Regions from separate parts of the Zea mays genome. Here all the other regions are linked to region 1. Evidence: chromatin contacts called from public Hi-C data. All regions are on one chromosome and are shown on one strand. Each heading gives the region's core, a stretch centred on a gene start, on an enhancer-like site or on the middle of the called end of the contact. The rest is flanking DNA. Distances are from core to core; before and after follow the strand shown.

Region 1 (4,618 bases), core at 732-3,231:
TTGGTAAATCTTGTTAGGCACAACAAAACAGCAGATTTTACTGGCTTATGACGAGATTAAATTTACACGAAGAAGAAATATAAGTGTCATTTCTACCTGAAAATCTAGTAGCAGCACCACACAGCTTGCAAGGTCCAAACTGGAAGAGAAAACCGCATCTAGTTCCCCATCTATTTAGATAGCGTTTGCTTCCATAGTCACTTGGGATACAACAGCTCCGTCCCCGGAAGCGGCTCTGTCCAGAAGATTTTGGGAATGAACATATTTTTTCATTTTTAGAATCACTCCATCGTACGTGGAACCAATCCAAACAACAATAAACTGAGAGTGAAATGGCTCTGTCCCACCATACTTCGGAACTAAACGTTATCTTAAGATAGTGTTTGGTTCCGAAATATGGTAAAATTGAGCCCTTATGCTCCTAATTTATTTTTGTTTGGATGATTTCATATAAAATCGAGTGGTTCTAAAAATAGAAAATTATGCTTCCCAAAATCCTCGAACGAAGCTGCTCCTGAAGAGTTGTTCCATCCTAACTAACTCCAGAACCAAACCCTATCTAATTTCCCTTCAGGGACACCTCAAGCTGTTCCAATCTCCGGGCAAGGTCATGCTTCCCACAATGTCGAAGGCCATCAACTACAGCACTAAAGGTCGGTGCCCGGGGTGTGAACCCTGCCTCACTCATCTCAACGAGGTAGTTTGCAGCTTCCACAAACCGACCGCCCCTCACGCACATTTTGACAAGCATCACATACACAGGGCGATTCGGTGGATGCCCCTTCGTCTTCATATCACCAAAGAAAGCGAAAGCATCTGCAAAGCGTCCTGCCTTACAAAGCGCCTTGATGATTGCCGCATATAGACTCGGGAATGGACGATGGCCATCCTCAACAGCCGCATAGAACAGCCGGAATGCCTCCTCAATTTTGCCAACCTTGGCCACAGCCGGTAGCATCACCTTGTATGTTGAGATGTCTGGACACAGGCCTCGACTGGAAGCATCAGCAAGAAGAGACACGGCGAAGTCCACGTCTCCAGCATTGCAAAGCGCCTCGGCAAGGGAGTTGAATGTAGCAACGTCGGGGAGGATGCCTTCCTTGGTCATACGGAGGGCAAAGGCCTTGGCCTGCTCCAGATGCCCAGCGCGAACGAGCCCGTCGACGAGGAGGTCACGGCCGCGCACCGGTGGGCGGAGCCCGCGGCCCGCCATGTCATCGAGGAACGCCTGCGCCTCCTGGAGCTTCCCCGCCGCGCACCAGGAGTCAACGAGGGTGCTGAACGTGGCGCGGTCGGGTGCAACGCCCTTGCGCGCCATCCTGCGGAGCAGCTTGTAGGCGCCGGTGAAGTTGCCGTTGGCGCAGAGCGCGTCGAGGAGGGCGTTGTAGACCTCGGTGGTCTGCGGGCAGCCAAATCGAGGGAGGCGATTGAACACCTCGACGGCCTGGTCGGGGAGGCGGGAGTGGCCGTAGGACGAGATGACCGCGGAGAAGGTGGTCGGCGAGAGGGGGAGGCCGAGGCCTCGCATGTCGGAGGCGAGGGACCAGAGGTGGGGGAAGAGCCGCGCGCGCGCGAGTGGGAGGAGCAGCGCGTCGAAGTGCTCGGCTGAGGCGGCGAAGGACGGCTTGGCGCGGAGCCAGGAAAGGAAGCGCGTGGCGTGGAGCGGCGCGGCGGGGGCGGCGGCGCGGATGACGCGGAGCGCTAGGTCGGTGGGGAACGGGGACGGGAGGCGGAGGCGGTTCAGGGTGCGCTCCAGGTAGAAGTCCCGCCGCACGATGGTGGAGAGGTGGTGCACCGCCGCGAAGTAGGCGTCCTTCGAGGTCGGGTGCTGCGGCTGCGGCGCTCCCGCCGCGACCGCGGGGAGTTCGGAGAGCGTGGAGAGGCGGCGGAGGCGGAGGCCGAGGCGGCACAGGACGGCGGCCGCCGACATGGCTCACCTCGGCTGCGGACTGCGGTCGCCACACTGCGCTAACATTCGTGGACCGTTCCAAACGGCTAGCTGGGCCTAGGTCGAAATAGTATTGGCAAATAGCCTGCTAACGAAATGGGACCAACTATGCACATGGGCTGGTAGGTCTTGAGTTGCTTCGAGCTGGTACTATTAAAGCCCACAGCTTTAGCATTGCGGAGGGTCGTAGGGTTTCCATCTGTTTCTCGTCGATGCCCTCCGCCGCCGTCGCGCCGTTCTTCCTCCTCTCATCGTCATAGTCTCCTTGGGTAGGTTCTGTGAGTTTCCAAAGGTACAGAGCGTCGCGTAGGCTCGTAGCTAATTGTCATTTGGTTTCGTGGTTCTTGCTCCGAATCGACAATCGTGTTGTTTCTTTGCAATTTGTTTGTCATCTGGTTTCGTAGTTCTTGCTCCGAATTGGCACTCGTGTTGTTTCTTTGCAACTGTGGAGCAGAAATGGCGGTGCCCGCTGCTGACTCATGAGGCCTCACCTCGACGACTAAGAATGCCTTGAGTTCTTATCCATAATTCTTATCTGAATTCTGAAATGATGCCCGTTGTATTTGTTGCAGACCGTATCAATCTGAATCTTGATTACTGTTTTCATCTGTCGTTCGAGTAATTTTAATGGGGATTTAGCCTTGTTGAGTAACTTCTTATGGTTTGAAATATAGCGAAGATGGCTGTTAAACTGTCTATGCGAGGAAGCGTTATTGTTCAGTACTCGTAGTATCTGTTAGTTTTTGTTCTTGCACGATACAGTCGCTGGATAAAAGCACTGTACTCGTAGTATCTGTGTTTGAGTAGAGACAAGTAATTCTAACTATCTACACATGTAGCATACACATGCACAGTCAAATTTGCTGTGGACACCTGGTGTTTTCATGAACGAACCTTGCATGCAATAGAGTTAGGAACTTTAATTGCAGACTTTTATTCAGTTAACCTTTTTTATCGATAATTGTTTCTGAAAGAAAAGGATATGATGGCTCAGTAAAAGGTCTGAGGTAGAAAACATGTTTCTTAAGTGAGCATCGGGATAAAGGAAGAGGGCCCTAGCCCTTGCGTAAGTATAGCACTGTGGCTCTCGCAAACTCTTCTACATCAATTGCTTCATGGCTTCATGAAGTGGGTCGGATTAAAAAGGCGTGGGCTTCATTCAGAGCATGAATGCTTGCCTAGACTTCTCCCAACATTTTTAGCCCGACGCTCGCTTAAGAAAACCATGGTTTCTGCATGATCACATCATTATGGCTGATCCTTTCTCGGAAACAACTTGTTTTGCTTTCAAAGCAACTTTCTTGAGGTAGCATTTCTTTAGTGGCACTATGTTGCACTAGATTTCACATTTTGCTTTCGATGAAACTTTGCAACGATATGATAGTTGCTTTCCTGCATGATCAACTGATTTTTTTGCCAGTACCGTATAGCTATTTATTCATGCTAAACAGCCATTTAAACGGGCTAAACAGACGTGGTAAGTCACTGTGTGGTGTGTACACGAACAACATTTTTTTTTGCTTATCCTTGCATGATCAATACACTACTGCAATATTACTGCTTTATTATTGCTTTTGTTTCATGAAAATTTGCAAGGATGACATCACCCGTTATATGTACTTTTTAAACTGTTAACACCAACTAATACATTTGACAGCATCTGTCTTGTGCCCAAAGAACATACCCCAACACCCCCTGGCACCTGCATCCTGTGTGCATTGCACCATTTGTCATATGTTTAGAGTAGAATATATGGCTGTTTGTTGTGGTTTAGTAGCTTTGCCCTTAGAACAATTCATGGTCATGTGCACAAGGAGCGATAAAATGCTGACACTTCATGCCATCTTTTACATTCCTGTTCATGTCGATTCATGCTTAAATAAACACTTGTGGCTCCAAGCTGGTGCAGGCCGAAGGGCGTCGACTCCTGTGTCAGAAGGAAGTTCAGAAGGTCAGCTTTGTTGCCCAACATCGGTTATGGTTCTGACGAGAAAGAAGGCATTACCTTCCTAACATGTTCAAGAAATCTGGTGTCCACAATGTCTCTGACCTGGATTTGCGTACATAGTAACGTTCTACCGCTTTTATAACACGCCGATGATTGGGTTCCCTGGAACTCGATGTTATCAAGATAACTCTGATGCTTGCTTCGATCAACCATGATCATGCTTCAACTTTTTTAAAACTTACTTCTTATGAACGGGTACTGCGCTGAAATTGCTTGCCGTCTATATACGTGAGCGGAAGGAGGCAGTGGGGAGCACTGGGGCGTGCTTTGCAGAAGATAGTTGAAACAAGCTCATATCTAAAGTTAAGAAAAAAAAAAACTGTGAAAACTCATATTGGCTACTTTGCCGATGAGGGCTACTCTTCTCTGACTTTTTTTTATTTCTTCATCATTCTCTCTCGTTTCTCTTTTCTTCATTTCCTCTCTGGATGAAAATAAACCATAGTCTACCTTTAGAGTGTTTGGTCTGAAGAACGAGCTAATCTATCATCTTTTCACTTTTATTTTTTTAATTGGTTTGTGAAATGACCATCACCACCTTATTCTTTATAGTTAGTTAGTTAATACTAATATAAGGAATGGAGTTATTTAATCAAATTTGAGAAATTGACTCATGATACACCACCTAATTTTGGACGAATTGATTTCTCAAACCAAGCATC
Region 2 (4,618 bases), core at 1,050-3,549, 510 kb after region 1:
TAGGCCTTAATAATTTTCAATCCATGGACAGTTGTAGGAGGGTCACTATGAAAAAGCTGTGGGGCTACGCTTGGTGCACAAGTTTGATTAAATTGTTCAACCCTAAAGCTGTGTGGAATTGGTAGAAAAATTGGTTCAAGGGTACTATGCCTTACTCTGGAATTCTGGACTTAGTTTATTTTCAAAGCCTGAAGTTATGTGTTTTTAGCAACTTTGGGAGCTCCTTTGTGTCTGATTTATGAAGTATTAAGCCATACTCCTTGTAATAAAGTTGTAGAGTAGCTATTAGGGTACAAGTTTGTTTAAGGGATATGGTCTTGGTACTACATGAAAAGGTGGAGTAAATGGTGTTAGAAGGAAGGCTGGCAGACTTTGGAAATTTTCAGATAGGGAATAGTGGCCAGTGCTGAATTTCAGTGATTGGCATGACTTTGGAGCTGTGTGGTGCCTGTTCTCGATGGTTTTGGACTGTGATCTTTATAACAAAGTTGAAGATCATATGTAAATGAACCAATCTCCTTAAGTGAGTTGGATGTGATCCCACAAAAAGGTGAAAAAACAACTACCTGAAAGTGCCCTGTCAGGCTATAAGTTTCGTGCTCAGTCTTAGATAACTGGGTATGGTTCCTGTGAATTTCAGCCAACTTTGGGGACCTATAGTTTGTGATTCTTGTATCCTTGACCCTGGAAAACTATTGTAAACTTATAGACCTATAGTTAAGGAACAAAATTGCTTCAGTAATATAGGTCTGTCATTGTTTGGAGAAGGGAGCAAAGGAGCGAATGAGGTTGGTACTGCTGTCGACTGAAGTAGTTCAGGGTTGTGAAATCTGAGAAACATATCCATCTCCACCAGTGCTCTGGAGGTTTCTAGTGATTGCACCGAAAGGAACTTGTAGCCTAGGGGGGATAACTTGTCCCAGCTTTACCACTTCATGGATCAGAGCAAGGAGGTAATAATCTTGGCCATAGTGACTCAGTTGCTTCACTATTTGTCTTGCTGTCCAACATTCAACAGAAGGAGAAGTAAAGTTTCCTATGTGCTTGGCTCTGCATGGGAAGCCTGCAGTTGATATAGAGGAACAATTTAACCCCAGTTAGCCACGGTGAAAGCCCCCAGTGTAACCCCAACCAGTGCAGCTCATGTGTTTGACCCTAGTTAAACAAAGAGGTGATAAGAGATGGAAACTGAATCTGTATATATATTTCAATTAAGCCCTTGGCCTGCTCACTACGCCCTGTTTGTTTCGACTTTTTGTAGCTTCTGGCCACAAAAAGCTGCTGCGGACTACCAAACACTCAGCTTTTCAGCCAGCTTCTATAAAATTTGTTTTGGTAAAAACCATTCAAAATCAACATAAACATATAATCGGTTGAGTCGTCGCAATAGTAGTAATCCGTCACTTTATAGATCCTGAGCCTCATGAACAATTTTATCTTCCTTCGCACGTAATCCTAACGATACTCAGATTCTCTACACTGCTAGATTCTTCCCACAGCTAGATTCTCGGGAAAGCTGGTCAGAAAAAAAAACTGAACCAAATAGGCCCTATGCCATGCCATCCCTCAGCATCTAAGACAAACCGTCAAGCTCTCTCTACCTCTCTGTTTCGTTGAGGAGGCCAGAACGTCGTGCAGACACTAACAGTGGTGACCATCACCACCGAATCTCCCATCTCCCCGTGGACAACCTTTTCGGGAAGGTAACACGTTCGATGTGCTCACATTTCAGGACATAGGGGTCATAGTGTTGCTCACAAAATCTTCCTTTTGAACTCTACCGTAGTAGTTTCACCGGAACACCATCAAGCAATCCGGTGAACGCCGTCGAGGAGACCTTCCATGTCGACCGATTGAATCTGATCCTCCCTAACCCAACCAATGTGAGCATCGTATGCTTGACAGATTGCTAAAACTTTCCATAGCCAAGGGTTGAACGCTACTGCGTTAAAAACTCCGGTCTATCTCATCGGAGCTCAGGTCTCCGCCGTCACTGTGGTCTGGGCGGTTTAGGTCATTTGAATCCGATTCACTCAAGAGATATGTTGGGCTGAGCTCGGATAACACATAGTTGTGTTGACCCTTGCCGGAGCCGGCCACCGTTGGCTAGTTGCGAGCGCGCAAGCATGTGTTCGACTTAGGGCCGCTGGAGCCACGGTCGTGGACCGGAGTTTGTGAATAAACGAAAAGGAAAGGACCTCGGTGCACATGTTAGTGAAACAACAGAATAGGGCACGAGACTCTTGTTCGGTTAATTGATTTAGTGGGGGTCTGAATGAAAAACTGCGGAACGGCAGGCACGTGCCTCGTGCGAGGGCGCCATATCTGGCTGTGCTGGGCCTTCTCGGACCGGTTTCGGCCCAGTACTATTGGTAGTTTCCTTTTTATTTTTGGTAGCAGGTTACAGAATTCATCATAAATTGTAGAAAACTGCAAAAATTACCAAACCAATTTTGTAGAATCCAAGAAATTATGTAGTTCTATTAAAATTTATTCTTAGGATTTTTTCAGCAACTAGTAAATTCTTAATCATTTTAAAGTACCCTTAAGAAGCCTAAAAGAATTTTAGAAATAAAAACATAGATTCAAAAATCATAAAAATTTGTGGAAAAATTAGTTTTCCTTAGAGTAGCTTCTGGTAAAAATCTAAGCCTGTTTGGAGTCGATTTGCTTAGAGAACCATAAACTATCTAAAAATGGGTAATTAGAACTCTAAACCTTGAATTACTATAAGGTTAAATAAAACTTAAATCATACAAAATATTAAACAGCAAGGTTGACAAGCTTTAAAATATGTATTCTCTGATTTTCTGAGGAAAATTTAGTTTGATCGCGTTAAGCCAACATTAGGTAACCTAGAACTATAAGTATAATCACTAAATGTTTAATTACGAGCATTTAAGCTTTCCACCTCTCCCTGAGTAAGAGTTTGCATAGCATATCATTACATGAGCATTCATATACTTGATATTGACTTGTAGAGCACCGAGAAGAAGAATTTGAAGTGGAAGTGGAAGAGGAGCCTGTTCCTACATCTGAAACTTCTCCAACTGAGGTTGTTCCTGAAGGTACTCTCGAGGGTGCTCCAGTAGGGTTTGCTGCCAACTGCAATATCCTAGTAGAAGAGCCTGACTCATCTCCTCATCAAGGCAAGCTCCAGTGCATTTACCACCTCCTTGTTGTTATAAAACTTTTATCACTTATATGCTGCATTAGGTGGTAAGAGTTGAATGATTAAACTTTGTTGCATACTTCCTTGAACTATGGATTATCATTCGTGATACCTGATTTGAAAAGCTAGATGTGCTTATTATGCTTATAGACTAGGAACAAAATGTTTTGAGATATGAATCATGTTTTTACAAAGAAAAAGGGACTAGAGTGATGAAGGTATCAAAGGCCTTGATGACTTCATCATTTCAGCAGGGTATCTCTGACAGGTACCAAGTTTTCAGAAATAGTTTTATTTGAGACCAGACGTTGAGCTGGAAAGGTCGCCCGTCTGTGTCACTTAAGGACCGCAACGATTGTTGGCCTGCTGATCTAGGACCCTTTAACTAGCCACATGCCTCATCATGGGAAATCTTAGCCTCGGTCGGACCAATACAAGAACAACTCGCACGCACTGGGAGTGGAGAGATGGTGGGAGTAACGTGTTCCCACCTAGCAAGTGGCTAAATGGTGGGGTACTGTGCTCTCGGGTCACGTGAACCCGCTCTGGTCTTGAGAAACCCGAGTGTGAGTTGACATAAGCCAGGGTTAAGTGCTACATATATCGTGTGGTTGGAGATCCCCAGCTAGGTATTAATCGATTCGGATCGCCGTACTTCTCGGATATGAAGACTGGATCTTCAACCCTCGTCGTAGATAAGAAATGAAACAAGGCTACATGATGTAAAAGAAAGCTGGACTAGGCCAACTGATTGAACTAGACCAGGTAAATCTAGAGAAAGGTAATCACTTAACTTGGAAAATAAGAAAAAAAGATTGTGATGCATTTCCTTTCCATTACTTAGCCTCGAGCTTTAATCTCGGGACGAGATTCCTTTTAGGAGGAAAGGATGTAACACCCCTGGTGTTACTAGAACTAAAACTTGGCATGACATCATGTGCATTGACATGGTTGTGGGTTGTGTTGTAATACACCTAGAATGCATTCACCGGGATTAAAAATAATTTAAACCTAATGTCTTAATCAGTGGATAGCAGAAGACCTAGTGGGAGAAACTTTAATCTTAACCTCAACAATGGAAATTATGATCTTGCAGCGTTTGGCCAAAAGTCAAAATATGAAACTTATAAAGTTTCCATACCAAACAACTTTCATATGTGGAGAATACCAAGTTTAAAAACAAAAAGTAGAGAAAAGCTCACAATTTAGTCTGGACCTAAATTTTTGAATCCTAAAATTATTACTACCTACCTATATTTAGGCCTTAATAATTTTCAATCCATGGACAGTTTGAGGAGGGTCACTATGACAAAGCTGTGGGGCTACACTTGGTGCACAAGTTTGATTAAATTGTTCAACCCTAAAGCTGTGTGGAATTGGTAGAAAAATTGGTTCAATGGTACTATGCCTTACTCTAGAATTCTGGACTTAGTTTATTTTCAAAGC
Region 3 (4,618 bases), core at 982-3,481, 490 kb before region 1:
GTTCTCGTTCCAACTGGGATGTCTCCTAGTTTAGGAGAAATTTGTAGCCCATGCCACTCAGTATGCATGGTATGAAGTTTTAAAGGAAATATTTGATACATCTAATAAGAAGAAACTAAGTACATTCTGTCTCCCAGTTTCAGTGTGTTCTTTAGGTTTCTGCTCCTGCACAGTATCCCTGCAAGACAAGTATCATCCATTACATTTTATAAATCACCGAGATTTTTTTCATAAATCAAGCAACAGAAATGCCGATCAGTACATGCATTCTGTCACCGAGATTTTTTTTTCATAAATCATTTGTTGACTACTGAGAAACACAAGCATTTAACTTGCCTTTGTAAACAGGCCGGTTGAAGGACAGGTGCCCCCCCCACCCCCAAACACACACACACACATAACCGTTTCATTAAAAAAAAAAGGGAATGTCCCTTGATAAAAAGGTTATCTGAAATCCAGAAGAAGGAAAAATAAAGTTTTTACCTTGAGGTGGCAAAGACTCAGAACTGTAAGCTATGACATCACACAGTGACACTGCATCCATACAAAATATGCTATAGATTGCTGATTCCTCAATTGAGGTAGATATTTAACAATCTTACTCAGGATTTGATTTTCCCCCCCCACTGAAATGGTACTATGACATTTCTCTAGCAAATCATCTATGAAATCATTTAAGGAACAGAAACAAACCTCATTCCTTCAACGTCATTTCTTACTTCATCTGATGTGTCACCGCATTCAATGCTTATTTCTCTTGGAATCTAGACCATACAAGGGAAGGATCAAAACAAATTGTTTCAATGTAGTGACATTACAACAGTAATGTTCACATGATTATACTACCTGATTCGGAAATATAAATGTAGTATTATAGTGTCAAGTATTATGATGGCAGTTGCTTCACAGGTTCATATTAACAACATTTGGAAGGTTCCAAGCTATAATCTCCGACCAATTTTTTTAAGGGACATTCAAATTGCATGAAGTGAAAACTTCTTATAGCCCCACCAACACCTCGAGAATAGTATCAGAACACAGAATAGTGCTCATGAGAAAGGACTTCAGCTAATAAAGAACATCCCTTGTTAAGAAATCACCTACCAGTGGTAGCCGATCAATATCTGGGTCACTTTCATGTTCCAGAAGCCAGTTTACAGCAGATTCAAGATTGGAATTACCTGAACAAGACATATTATTATCTCTCCAATTTATTGAACTACATGCTAAATAAATAATATACTGAATATCTATAATAAATATGTTGCTGGAGCTTTGTATAATTTGCATTTTTACGAAATGGCATATCTATCAACTGCAATGCCATCAGTGAATAGGGATAACACACAAACCATGGAAGGATGGGCACAAATACAAAAAAACACTTCGCAACCATAGAAGGGACCAACTGTCGTGTAGTTTCTATTTTGTGTATTATCGATCTGTCTTTGGCAAAGAAAAACATTGTAATGCAAACCTGTACCTAGCAAGTTTGTTTGAAAAGGCATACCTGAAAAATGGAGTGCCCTAACTGAACGTGCAGTTGGGAATCCCATGGCTTCAAGTTCACCAAGCATTTTCTTGTCAACTTGTGGGACAGCCATCACTAGAAGACAGATGAACAAAAATAAGAGCTCACCAATTGCTACAAATGCAAAACTAGAGGGAATAGATAATGAGGGAAACAGATAGCAATGTCAAACTATTGGCTCAATTCAAGCAGATGTTTCATACAACTAACAATTAATTAAACAAACAGTTGCGTAAGCAGAAAAAATCAAAGAGTTACCAATGATTAAATGCCCTACCCTCCCCCCAATGATCTTACATAATTTAAGCTATATTCTAGGAGCTTAATTTGCAAATCTTGATTCTATGTCTAACATAAAAGCTATAATGCTCTACAATTTAAATTAGAACTAACATATGTGTTCTGTGAAGCACCTAGGACCTGTGTGTGTGTTAATGCTAATAGTATGTTGGCTTTTATCACTATACATGGAAGAATAGGTATGCTAGAAACAAAACCTAACCTGAAATATTACAGGTTATAATGCATCGGCACAAGAACCATAAAGTGCAAGCAATGGAAAAGCACAAGATTGAGCAAGTTTGATGAAGTATTCACAAGACTTCCAGTTTGCTTTGAAATTCTGGTGACAGAACAAGTTGATGAAATTACGAATAGGAAATTTACCTTTTCAGAGCTCTTTCCTCACTTTGTAATCCTTGAGCCAAGATGATGTATGAATCCTCTTCCCATATAAGTAGAGCAAAGAGCTATAAGCTACTGCAGATGGAAATGGGAGTGCGAAAATTAGATGTAGAGGATTAGGGCTTTGCTTCTTCTGCACTTCATTCTTGTCTTTTCCTCCCAGATGGGTCTTGTGGTGTCTCAGGAGACTCGGGTGACTTCTTTCTTCCTGCAGTAACTTATGCCTTCCCTCATGCTTAGGGTTTCCCTCTTGAACCAACAGCTAGCCTACTCACAAATAGATCGATTCCTTCGTTTGGGTTACAACTTAGAAGATCAAACAAACCAAGTCACTAAGAAAATCAACAACAGAGTAATAAAGAGTAACCCTGAAGTCTTGGTGTACCTCAAGCATTAGATGACGATATTCATTCAGTATACAACTGAATTGCCTAGTCAGCATTGCCTTATACTTCATGAGTCACACAAGATACTAAGAGAGGAAAATGAAGTTGGAATTACTGTCAAGTCATAAATGCCTCCAGAGCCCTGGTTTTTTTACCACTGTCTTGCAGAAGCTCATCACATATATCATGTTAGGATGAAGAGAATGACAACTTGTATATTCTAGAGGGCTTAAAGGGCAAAAATACATGTGGTAACTTTACAGTAAGAACCCTAGATTCTATGGAGAACAAAAAGAGAACTATGCATATACACACTAACAGGTCAAACATCTTCAGTAATGCTAAACTATAGTTAGCTATAGATAATAATTTCAGTTCCTAAAATATTCTTAGAGAAGGCGGATATGGAGCAGTTTACAAGGTTACTCCTCACAATTTACTCTTGCGAATGCATTTTCTAATATTTTCTTGTAGATGTTGGTAATTAATGCAGATTTGTAGAAACGTATATGGTCAGTCATATAATTAACTATGTTCCTTTTTTCCAGGGTAAGCTACCTGATGGGAGGATAATAGCTATGAAGCAACTTTCCCAAACATCACATCAGGGGAAAAAAAGCAAGTTTGCAGAAGTGGCCACAATTTTTGCTGCGCAATGCCCACCCACAACAAATATGATTGCGTACCGTGTTAACGCACGGTACAGTCATTGTAAGACCGTGTCCAATAATTTATCTATAGTTTATTCAAAATACTGTTTGTTTAGAATACATTATTCAGAGGATGGAATTTAAATATGGATATAGATAAATGTAAGCGTTAGACTGGCCCCGCCTAACCGCTCGGCTCCCCGCTTCTGGGCACCGGCCGGCGTGATCGCAGCGGCTCAGCGTTCCCGTCGTCGGTTAATAAGCTGAGGATGTATTTGGTTTGCTTTTGGCTTTGACTTTTGTCCCATAAAAACCAATAGTCAAACCAAAGGATTGGATTCATAAAGTAGTTTTTTGTAAAAGCCGATTTTTTTCGCAGTGCAAAATTGAAAGCACTGCCGAACCTGTTTTTAGTGGTTTTCAGATAGAACTGTGAAAACATATATCGAAAAACTTTTAACGGTTTTTTATGGTTTTCACCAAACGATTTTTAACTTTTTAACAACTCACAACCTATAACAATTTTTTTCACAGCTTACAACACACAACAACTTTGTCAGCGAAGCGGAGGAAGCAGTCATCGGTGCGGCAAATGACAAAGAAGGTTTGGCTGCAACAGCAGGAGATGGGCCGTGTCGGGCCAAAAGGCTGAGGAAGCGCAACCCAAAGGTCTTTGGGCCGGCGTGGGTAAACAGCACAGAGTAATCCAGCCGATTATTAAATAAGGGTTCGACGGCGCGTAGGGTTTTTTATGCTGTAACAGAACTCTAGACTCTAGTTCTTCTTCCTTTCCAAGTACTATCTCAACTACTCTGTTCTCCGTCTCTGCATTCTCCAGATATTGTGTGTGTGTTCCAACTTATGCAAGTCGTTAACAAGTGGTATCAAAGGTTACCGATCCTTGGCTTGTGGGTGTTGACGCGCTGGATCGCGGCGACCAGCAGCATTACTTTACCCGTGCTCGCCTCCGACGTGTTCTCATGAATCCAGACACTCAACTCATCCTGGATGAGTTGTCGCGGCGTTTCTCTGAACATGACTCCAAGTGGGATCGCAGAGTGGCCGAGCAGGAGTCGCGTTGGAACGCGACCTTCTCGGAGTTCACCACTGGACAAGACCGCTGCGTGGGGGCTCTAGAACAAGCCACTGGTGTGCTGGAAGATTGGCGGATGAACATGGAAGGGATGATGGATGACCTGCGACTCGAGGTGGGCAAGATCTCCAAAAATTGGGAGCGTGCTGTAGTGGACAATTCGTCCGCTATGGCGGGCATCCTCGCTCCTTCTCCACCGGCTGTCGAGCAACAACCTGCCGGAGTTCCAGCCAACAGGCCCCATGGGCACCGCGTCGAATCGAGCCACCGGGAG

Evidence for each region. Hi-C and Micro-C count contacts between places; a contact is called where the count stands out from the background.
Region 2: a Hi-C map of ear shows a contact between it and region 1, with 2.0 times the contacts expected there. The contact joins the enhancer-like site here to the promoter of LOC100304439 in region 1. A contact is called at or near these places in 2 of 25 Hi-C or Micro-C datasets (ear and tassel).
Region 3: a Hi-C map of tassel shows a contact between it and region 1, with 4 times the contacts expected there. The contact joins the promoter of LOC100284470 here to the promoter of LOC100304439 in region 1. A contact is called at or near these places in 2 of 25 Hi-C or Micro-C datasets (ear and tassel).

What each region holds. Positions count from the first base shown.
Region 1 is chr4:45,290,608-45,295,225 of Zm-B73-REFERENCE-NAM-5.0, reverse strand. LOC100304439 (Pentatricopeptide repeat-containing protein mitochondrial) reads right to left here and starts at 1,981. Exons shown (of 1, transcript NM_001165872.2): 1 at 1-1,981. The coding sequence starts at 1,930. The coding sequence ends at 560.
Region 2 is chr4:44,785,017-44,789,634 of Zm-B73-REFERENCE-NAM-5.0, reverse strand. No RefSeq gene overlaps it. Among protein-coding and RNA genes, the nearest start is that of LOC103653188, 59 kb to the right of the region's middle. Within about 2 kb of position 2,299, at least 16 of the 20 cell types and tissues checked have an H3K27ac peak or open chromatin away from gene starts, as enhancers often do. A contact at or near this core is called in ear and tassel, where this site is marked.
Region 3 is chr4:45,777,378-45,781,995 of Zm-B73-REFERENCE-NAM-5.0, reverse strand. It overlaps LOC100284470 (UBA/UBX 33.3 kDa protein), which reads right to left and starts at 2,231. Exons shown (of 12, transcript NM_001157365.2): 1 at 2,198-2,231; 2 at 1,511-1,606; 3 at 1,105-1,181; 4 at 694-764; 5 at 124-178; 6 at 1-25. The coding sequence starts at 1,604. It overlaps LOC103653200 (ubiquitin carboxyl-terminal hydrolase 1), which reads left to right. Exons shown (of 6, transcript XM_023302344.2): 5 at 3,150-3,312; 6 at 3,786-4,618.